Linked DNA regions of Drosophila melanogaster: region 1 is linked to region 2. The links are chromatin contacts, called in public Hi-C maps. All regions are on one chromosome and are shown on one strand. The core of a region is the stretch at or near the end of the contact, and the rest is flanking DNA. Distances in the headings are between cores, read along the strand shown.

Region 1 (5,117 bases), core at 1,185-3,684, 740 kb after region 2:
TCTGGAGGACCTGTTCGTCGAGTCGTTCGAAATCAAGGACGTGAAGACGCTGCGCGGCGACCACCAGTCTCGCGCCATCGGCCGCCTCGCCGGCAAGGGCGGCCGCACCAAATTCACCATCGAGAACGTGACCAAGACCCGCATCGTGCTAGCCGATAGCAAGATCCACATCCTGGGCAGCTACCAGAACATTCAGCTTGCGCGCCGGGCCGTCTGCAACCTAATCCTCGGCTCGCCGCCCAGCAAGGTGTATGGCAACCTGCGGGCAGTCGCCTCGCGCCTCTCGGAGCGCATGTGATTGGGAGAGCGGACTGGAGTGGACTGGACTGGAGTGGAGTTCGACTTGAGAGGGAGTAGTTGCGGTTTTTTTTTTAGCATTAGCAATAAATAATAAATATAATAACATGTATTCAAACATTTACAATATACACAAACACACACAGCGAATGACGGGAATGAGGTCGGCCCACTGGAGGCGCGTGGGCAACTAGAGCTTGGTCAGGATGAGCAGCAGCAGCATGAAGAATGTGACCGCCGCCAGGACGAGAATGACGCACATCTTGCGGTTCTTGCGCTGATACATTTCCGCCTTGTGCAGCTGGCGCAATCCCTCCGAGACGCGCGTCTGCGTCTGCTCCACGTTGTAGTCGATGCGGTCGAGCACAGTGCCCTGCTCCTGGACCATGTGGCCCAGGTCCTTGAAGATGTCGTTCAGGTCGTAGATGGACTTGACTATCTTGGTCACCTCCTGCTCGCGGTGCTGCGCCACCCGCGTGTTCTCCTCCTCGAAGAGCAGCAGCTGCTGTTGGGTCATCCGGCTGGCCGGCGGCCTTTGGAAGTGATCGTCGATGGCCTGCTCGTCGTCCTCGAACAGATAGCCGTTGCCGGACTTGCCCTCCGCCGGCGGCTGCAGAAAGTTGTCGAAGGAGTCGACGAAGTTCTCGGCGCTCTGCTCGCCCAGCTCCACGTTTGTGAAGACGTCTCCAGCGCCAGCGCCGCCGCCGTCGTCGAAGTACTTCTGCGAGCGCTCCTCGCGGGAGTTCAGCTGAAGCAGGTAGGCATTCTGGCTGGCACGGAACTTCACCGTCAGCTCCTGCAGCTGGAGCAGGGCGCAGTGTACCGCGTTGACCGTCAGGCACTGCTCCATCTTGCTGCCCACGCCGATGCTGCTGCGCACGCACTGGATGTGCCGGTGCGTGGAGGTGATCAGCTTGGAGACGATTTGGCTGAGCACCTCGATGTCGCACTCGTCGTCCCGCTGATCATCGAAGGCGGGTCGCAGGAGGTGGCGTGCGTGCAGGGAGCCCAGTTCATCCAGCTTAGGCTTGATCCTGCAAACGAGTGATGGGAGTGAAGTTGAACCCTGCGCATGGACTACTGTTTGTTTACCCACTTAGACATGGTGTACTGCGCCTCCTCGAACTTGTCCAGCCAGGCGGGCGGCGTGCCGTAGTCGTCCTGCAGCTCCAGTCCCTCCTCCGCCTCGCGCACCGAGTGCTTTAGAAGGCGCTCCGCATCGCTGCCCCTCTGGAAGACGGAGAAACGCAAAACATATGTTAGTTGATGATAACAGTGAAGACCCCAGACGGAGACGCACTCACCCGATCGTCGTAGTGATTCCGGTTCTTGGACGCATTGTTGCGCATGATGACGAACACCTCCGTCAGGTTGCGCGACGTCATCCTGGCCGTCTGCTCCCGATTTCTTGGGGATTGGAAGGATTGATCCAAGTCCGCTGAAAACTCAATCAGATTTTTTCCAGTTTCGTTTTGACACAGCAGCGCAGTGTGCCCGCTGACTTGCTCGCCCAGAATACCGATAGTCGCCACGACGAACTGGTCACCCTGGCCTGAACGCACCGTTACATGTCCGAGAATTATACTTATTTTAAATATTATTTTCTTATTATCTGTAGAATCTGTACTTTATATGTATACTCCTAAACATCCTATTTGCGAAAGTGATTTTTTCAATATACGGATTGGATAGCTCCAATAGAAATATTCGGAAATTACAGAATATAGTATTGCTTTGTTGAGTTTCAACAATTTATAAAGTTAATTCTGTACACACCGTCACGTAAATTGAAATGCAATACTTTTAGCAATAAAACGACCGTAATAGTACAATAAAAGTATTCAATAATTTGTTATGTGCGTTCTCTTTTTTTGCGTTACGAAAGAGTAATATAACCGAATGATATTGTAAATGATTTTAGAATCAAGTACATTTTAGGCTAATGTTTAAAAATTACAAATTTACAGAATTTTAGGGAACTCATTATGAGTTTGGCTTAACGTTTTCTAATAGCCAGCTTCCACTGTACTGGGTTTTAATCCGTGACACAAGCCTGTGACTTAAGAACACTGAAGAGCTATCGAAAGGCAAAACATATCGATGGCTCGACCCCCTGATATCGATTACTTGATAGCTCAGTCAGTTTGCACCTCCCCCTGATATCGATTGCCATCAAACAATTTTATTTCATTTTAAAATAATTCCTTGATTTCAAATTGCATTGTACTGGTAACTGGCACTTCCAATTGTGACCCGAAAGCAGCAAGCGCGGAAAACGGAGAGTTCAAGTGCGGGTGGAAAAGTCAGGATGTCATAACTAACTCCGAGCGGAACAACGAAATGAGCAGTGCGGACAAGGATAACAACGAATTATCCTGATCCTGGACGCCCGATTGCAGTTGTGTGTGTGCTTGCGCGCGTGTGCGTGTGCTTAGTGTGTGTGCCAGTGACGACATTGACCCGCCTTCGCCCCCGCCCCCACCCGCGCTCCAACCCACCACCACACCCCCCTTGAAGGGGTAACTGTGCCATGCCATTGTCGTTGTTGTGGTTGTGGTCGAGCTCGTTTCTAGCCTGACTTCGGCGGTGGAGCACTAGGGAAGGCAACACGAAAACACAAACATGTTCAACCGCCAGGCGAGCGGAGGAGCCGGATCCAGTGGCCAGGGTGCTGGGTCCAGCCAGACCGCTTCTGCAGCACCAGTCTCCGCTGGAGTTGGAGTAGGAGGGGGTGGAGGTGCCAGTGGAGCAGCGGCAGGAGCAGGCTCCGCAGCAGGATCTGGATCGGGATCAGGTTCCGGATCAGCAGCACCGCCCAGCCATTCGCCCGATCTCTACCTGCGCCCGCTGCCCTTTCTGGACGCCAAGTGGCTGCGCGCCGATCTCATCGCCTCCCTGCGCAACGCCGCCGACGGCGCCGTACTGTGGAACCATCTGATCCAGGACTGCGAGCTGGTCTCGTCGCCTACCGCGCCGCTCCTAAATGCCCGCGGACAACTATCCTACCTGGGCGACGATGGCAAGCACTACTGCGGCGCTCAGCAGCTCAAGTGCTCCTGCTGCCAGCCGGAGTACTGCGGTCCTCTCTCCGCCTGCAATTGCGACGGCTGTCGGCCTCTGGACTCGGACACGGCCATCAAAAAGCTTACCACCCAAGCTGCCGCCCAGCAAGCAGCCCATCTTAGCCAGGCCACCGACATGGTTCTGAGCGGCTGGCTCTGGAGCCAGCCACCTTCGCAGCAGGCGCGTTTGGATTGCCAGCGTTCTATGATCTCGGAGCTGCAGGAGCTAGCTCTACGCGCAGCCGGCAACTGTCTCTCTGCCCAGCATCTTCGCCAGCAACTCTTCATCTACGAGCGCTACTTCGTGGCCCTGAAAAGGGAGAGGGAACGGGAACGCAAGTCCACGACAAGCGCACAGGCGGTGGCCAGTGTCACCACCGCCAACACCACCATTGCCGCCACAACCGCCAATGCTGCAGTGGAGTCACAGCCGGCGGAACAGCAGGCGGAGCATGGAGCTCTCGGCTTGGCACGCGTAGCCACCCACGCCGCACTGAACTTCAGCTTCGCCTTCCTGCGACGCGCCTGGCGCTCCGGTGAGGACACGGAAATGTGCAGCGAGCTGCTAAGCGAGGCGCTGGCTTCTCTGCAGGAACTGCCTGAGGCCACGCTGTTCGAGGCAGCCGTCGTCTCCTCGCTCTGGCTGGAGGTTATGGAGCGCTCCATCAAGTTCCTGCGTCTGGTGGCGCTCGGTGATCCGATGGGCAATCGCTGCACCGCACCACTAAACGACCGCCACACAGCGCTGTGCCTTCTGCTGGAGCTGGGCGTGCAGAAGGGCACCCTGGCCGCCACGCTCGAGTGTGTCGTTCTGCTGTTGTTGCTATGGGAGAAGGACCGTGCGGGCAACGACAATCGGGACATGCCACGCAAGACGGGCGCCCCGCTGCAGCGCATCCTGCTGCGCTACCAGAAGATTGGAGCCACGGCCAAGGGAGGTGGAATCGCCGGCGGAGAACCTGCTCCAGTGGCCAGTGCCACGGAGACCTTCCTTCGCTTTCTCTCGCTACCCAAGAGCAGTGCGGCCATTGTGGACCTTCGTCGCGCCGCAGTCGTGATCATTTCTCACCTGGACCGCATGGTGCAGCCGCTGATGCCGCGCTGCCTGCTCCGCGGTGGACAAGCAACCGCCGCATCATCCAGTTCAGCTCCTCAGCAGCGGATCTACGCCTTGGGCTGGCCATCGCTCTCCAAGGATCAGCAGGGATTCAGCGCTGAGCCGACGCTCAGCTGGAGTGGAGAGTCTGCGGGCGTGCCCACGCTTAGCTGCCGCTTTCAGATTAAGCAGGTGGCCTGCTGCGAGACGCAGATGCTTATCCTTAGCCAGGAGGGTAAGCTGTACACCTGGCGCCTGGCCAAACCGGAAGCGGAACCGCTACCCATGGAGGAGGTCGCCCACGATGTGTTCATCAGCATCGCTGGCCACTGTGAAGGTCGTCACTTTCTGGCCATTGACAGCAACCGTAAGTGAATTTCTAAATTGAAAAAAATTATCATTGCTGTTCGTCTTCACTGCTAGTTCGTTTTACAGCCATTATATTGGTTATCGTACATATTATATTAAAATGTTGGGACTTCCAGAGATTTAATAAAAAGTGTAGCACGCTTTTCAGCGTATTTTTTTTTATTATTGAACTTACGGTAGGAAAATTAAAATCTTCTAAAGATACCACCTACCGTCCGTAGGTGGCATGCACGATTCATAATCCCTAGTATAATTATTCCTATCTGCTAAAACAAAAACCTCCGTGTGCTCTT
Region 2 (4,628 bases), core at 1,178-3,677:
ACTGTTCGCAGTAGCCATACGTGACCAACGGCTGCACCAGGGTGGCCAGGCGGAAAATCTCAAGGAAGTCGGTCCGGCAGCGGAAAAAGTAGAGCGCGTACTCCTCTTCACTATCGTGTTCTAGTCGAATATATGCCTCCGTGGAGAGGCTGGCAGGCGAGCTAGCGGAGGCAGGATATGGCAGCTTCACGATCCTGGGCGCAATCGTGTGGATGAGCTTGGGAATGTAGTTGACCATGGCGAAGTCTTTGGAGGAGGGCTCATGCTTAAGCAGCAGCTGCCAAATGAGCGCCGACCCATGCGAGAGGCCCAGCGATGGATGCTGGACGAGCAGCAATAGGCATTCGAGAAGGACTTCCAGGTGCACTGGTCGTTGCGTGGCGTCGTCCTTGCCCCAAAGCGCCACCAGTTGCTGCGCCATGCCGTTCAGCACTTGCAGCAACTTCTTAAGGAAGTTGAGGTGCTGCTCGACGGCCAGTGTGGAACTTGTGTCGGCCGGTATCTGACTGGCCTGGTAGATGTAGCGCAGCGGCTCCTCGTTGAACAGCTGAAGCAACGGCTTTCGCTCCTTGGTCTGGCCCTTGCGGTTCGTGATCTGCGCCAGGCACTCGGCCGCATTGCATTGGAATGCTTTGTCGTTGAGCAGGATGCAGAGGAAGTGCATCAGTTTGCCATTGCTGGACATGATGTGCTGGATGCTGACCCACTCGACGAAGCCGCTCAGCGTGAGCAGTACCATCTCGACGACACGGCTGTGCGCGTTCGCCTTGGTGTAGTTGCACAGACGCGTTGTCTCGCGGAACGCAGTCACATGCTGCTCCACCAGGCGCAGGAAGAACTCGAAGATGTCGTTCATGTTGTTGTTTAGCGCCTGGTACATGTCCTTTCGCCGCTGATTCGACTCGATTGTCTGTAATAGGGCCACGTCCTCCACCAGTCGCAAGAAGACCAGAAGCACCAGCTCCGTTTGGGCCTCGCCCTTGGTGCAGGCCTGGCTTAGCTCCGGCAGCAGGTCGGACCACTGCTGCGGCCACTCGCGCTTGATCATCTCGACGATGATGCGCGACAGCGCGTCCTTCGTGGGCAGCAGCGAGCGGTCCTCCGCCGGGCCCACGCCCACGTTCAGCATCTTGATGGCATTGTCCTTAATGTACACCTTCTCCTCGTGCGTAATGCAATTCCATCGGTACTTGATTGTGTACTCGATCAGCTGCAGGCCAAAGTGTCGCACTTGCTGGTTAGACTGCGGCGAGCTGGCCAGGAATAGGCCCACCTGGGCGCACATTGGCGACTCCTCCTTAAACCGCTCACAGGCCATGTAGGCCTCCAGGCGCGCCTGTTGCTGTGTCATCGGGTTCATGACTAGATCGATGGCCGAGGCCAGTTCGGCGGCCAGAGCCTCGGTGCCTCCGTGCTGGGACATCGCTAGCTAGCGTCTACCTGTGGGTATTGCGTTAGATTGGAATTGAAACAAATTTCCTGGGTGCGGCTTCTTCCTGCAACGGGCGCCATGTGCTCCACTTACCTCTGCTTGCCCCTGCCCACCGCTCGAAACCCAAATCTCGCCTAGCCTCTCGATCTCCGCCGCGATCCCCTCGTGCGTTGTCTGTGACCAATGCTTTTGTGGAGCCAGCCAACCAGCCAGCGAGCCAGACAACGTTTTGGAAGATTAAAAGAGCTGCCGCTACCTGTGTGCGTGTGTGCTATGTGCTATGTGCTGTGTGTTGTGTGGTCTGTTCCGTGTGCGAAATGCGGAATGCGTGAGCTGGGATTGTGGTGTGTTGGTGTTCTGGTTGGGATTGCCTGTGGGCACCGATGATCGCCCTGGGTAGCGCCTATTGCCTGGAACACAGCCTCTGGTCAGGTCTCTCACATTTGAGTCGCATATAGAAGTAGACCACTACTGAAACCGCTTTTCCGGCTGGGTTGTTTTAGAACAATGTGCAGCAAATCGCACGGGACAGGGTTGACAAGCGGCGCACGAAAGTTGCCAGATAGTATTGTTGCTATTGTATGTACTAAGAGCTTGACTCGGAGCTATATATGCCTGAATTGAGTGATACAAGGCATTACGCTTCAAGGTTGCTACTATCTGTGTTCATTCGGACTTCAAATGCAAAGCCAGCCGGTTGAGTTCCTTATGAAATTCGCGCAATATTTTCGCAATTCTGCAGCGTTGCCAGTCTGCTGGTGTTGAAGTTGCCAGGCTGCAAGTGCCGGCTTCTAGTCTTTTCTTCAAATGATTGGCTTGCCTCTCAGTTACAAACTTGTTTAAGCATGTATATAGAAAAAATTGAAAATGTACAGAAATATATGGTAACTAGTAACTCAAGTCCTTGCCATCGCTAAATTTGCGAATCTCTGTCGGACGTTAGCCAGCACTGGGCCACTCAGCGTGCATACACGACAAGCAAAACAACGGTTTTTTTGTATGCCAAATCGAGGCGGCAACGCCAGGCCGCTCAGGCACTCACACACTCACGCACACACAAAACATACACGCCGATCAATCGGTGCAAGAGCGCTGTATTTATAATTTTATTTTTATTTGCAAGCGGCCGGCATTGATGAAATAGAGATGGAGTGGCACGAAGTGGAGTTGGACGGTAGCCGCACGATTGCGTTCCCGGAGCGCATAGTACCCGGATTTGGCCGGGAGCCGTCGGCACATTTGGACGCCGGTAAGTGTGCACAAAATACGGCGTGTGCCGAAACCGATTCACCAAGAATCTCCGCTATCCCTTTACAGCCGAATACCTGGGCGGCATCATACGCGACGGGCAATGGGGCTGGGTGACCTGGCGGTATGGAAGCGATGCCACTTTGCTGGTCTGCAGCATGTCCACCGGCGATTACCTTTCTTGGCACTGCTTCTGGAGCGAATCCGATGATCTGGGGCCGCGCAAAAGCATTCGCTGCGTGGAGGAGCTCTTCCCCGGCGAACACGAACGCCCCGCTATGCTAGCCATCTGCCTGGAGTCATGGAACAGCGGCGATCAGAGACCCATCGACTGCCCGTTGAGCACGCAGGTGCTCATCTATGCCATTCGCAACAGTCAGGTGCTCCGCCGCTTCGACCTTCACGGTATAACGTGCAGCGCGCTGACGTTCCTCGATAAAAGAATCTATGGACTCACGCGACTGAGACGGTTTAAAGGCTGTCTGGCCGTGGCCACCGAGGAAGGCACTGTGCTGTTGGTTGATCTGAACAGCGACAGCCTGCAGGCGAGTACCCAAAGGCGCAGCCTTTGCTCCCCCAGTTCCAAAGATGAGCCGTCGGACGGGAACCTATACTTTGTATCCTCCGAGGAGTCCAAGAGGCAACTCAGCTCCAAGCTGACCCATTGTCGCTCCAAAGGGGCTCACTTGGCTGTGCGGATGGACGGTGAGTCTGTCACTGCCAGTGTGCCATGGTAGCTAGGTTAACCTTCAATTTACCAACAGTGGCATCCATTGGAATCAGTTGCCTTATGGGCATTAGCATGGCGCCCGGCTATGCTGCTGGTCTAGAAGACGGCCGAATCCTGATCTACGACCTAATCAACTTCGACGTGACCACTGATCTGAATTCGCCAGTAAAAAGGAAAGGGGTCAATAGAGCAGTGAAGCGAATGTGCCTCATTATGCCACCGGATGACCCCAAACCCTGTTTCTACATCTGTGCATTGTACCAAAATATCGACGTCCTGCAAATGATGCTGCACTCGGTCTGCTACAGGGGCTCGTACCGGGACCGGGAAACCCACACGATCCGTTTTAAGGTGAGAAATCTTGAGCCGTCACGCACAGACCAATATTGACTTCTTGCTTCGCAGGACTACCGTTCTAGAACCGTGCGCAACCGCCAAATCTTGGACGGAGGCATCTGCTCCGTGATCGGCTGCGCCACGGCGTCTACTTTCAGTTTTGCCGGCGACAACGGAACGCTGCTGATTGTCATCTCGTGGCACTCAAGTGCAGATAAAAAGAACAAGCTAGTCCTGTTCGACATTAATCAGTGGTACAAGGATGAGATGCCCACATCCGTTCACAAAAACGAAGTTCCTAATTACATGTCCGGCTACATACTCAGTGGTCTACAGACGGGACTGGCATTGGATTTGCGTTCCACCACCATATTGCACTTTGTCTCACTGCAGCGCTACGATGAGCACTTTTATCCCAACTCACTAACCTTTGGTAAGTGACAGCGGTGATTGAAGCCAGCGCCAGTAAGATTAATAGCCAAGTAATACCGTCTATTTCCAGATTGCTCACTGTTAACTCCAACTGGCAAACGGTACTACGCCCAGGACGGAGTGCAGCATCGGTTTCTGAACGCACTTCGCTGTGATCGTGCCACGCTCTTTTTGCGTCCTCAGATCTACCACGAGGACATCGTTCGCCTGCGTCTCCTGCCACAATTTTGTGAGCTTAACCCTAACGCCACATTCTCTAAGGTGAGCTACACACTAGGTTATTATTATCAGTTATCCGGAAATCTTCTGGTATCATATAGTACCACAGTCTTTGGGGAAATGAATCATGCTCGTTATACTCGTTTTAAAGTAACATTGCATTATCTTGCTCTCTAGATTGCCATGTACGAGTTGATACTGTCGGTGGCCCTGGAGCACAACTGCGGAGCT

The links. Hi-C and Micro-C count contacts between places; a contact is called where the count stands out from the background.
Region 1: a Hi-C map of the Kc167 cell line shows a contact between it and region 2, with 1.9 times the contacts expected there. The contact joins the promoter of HERC2 here to the promoter of Elys in region 2. A contact is called at or near these places in 5 of 107 Hi-C or Micro-C datasets (the D17-c3 cell line, the Kc167 cell line, embryo and 1 more).

What each region holds. Positions count from the first base shown.
Region 1 is chrX:20,391,961-20,397,077 of dm6, forward strand. HERC2 (HECT and RLD domain containing protein 2) reads left to right here and starts at 2,435. Exons shown (of 11, transcript NM_134544.3): 1 at 2,435-4,822. The coding sequence starts at 2,920. It overlaps Syx16 (Syntaxin 16), which reads right to left and starts at 1,791. Exons shown (of 3, transcript NM_078696.3): 1 at 1,602-1,791; 2 at 1,394-1,527; 3 at 374-1,331. The coding sequence starts at 1,682. The coding sequence ends at 488. It overlaps l(1)G0004 (lethal (1) G0004), which reads left to right. Exons shown (of 1, transcript NM_134543.3): 1 at 1-441. The coding sequence ends at 298.
Region 2 is chrX:19,649,878-19,654,505 of dm6, forward strand. Elys (elys,) reads left to right here and starts at 2,428. Exons shown (of 7, transcript NM_134496.3): 1 at 2,428-2,681; 2 at 2,750-3,385; 3 at 3,445-3,761; 4 at 3,816-4,179; 5 at 4,249-4,439; 6 at 4,575-4,628. The coding sequence starts at 2,579. It overlaps Ranbp21 (Ranbp21,), which reads right to left and starts at 2,392. Exons shown (of 2, transcript NM_001298524.1): 1 at 1,526-2,392; 2 at 1-1,440. The coding sequence starts at 1,423.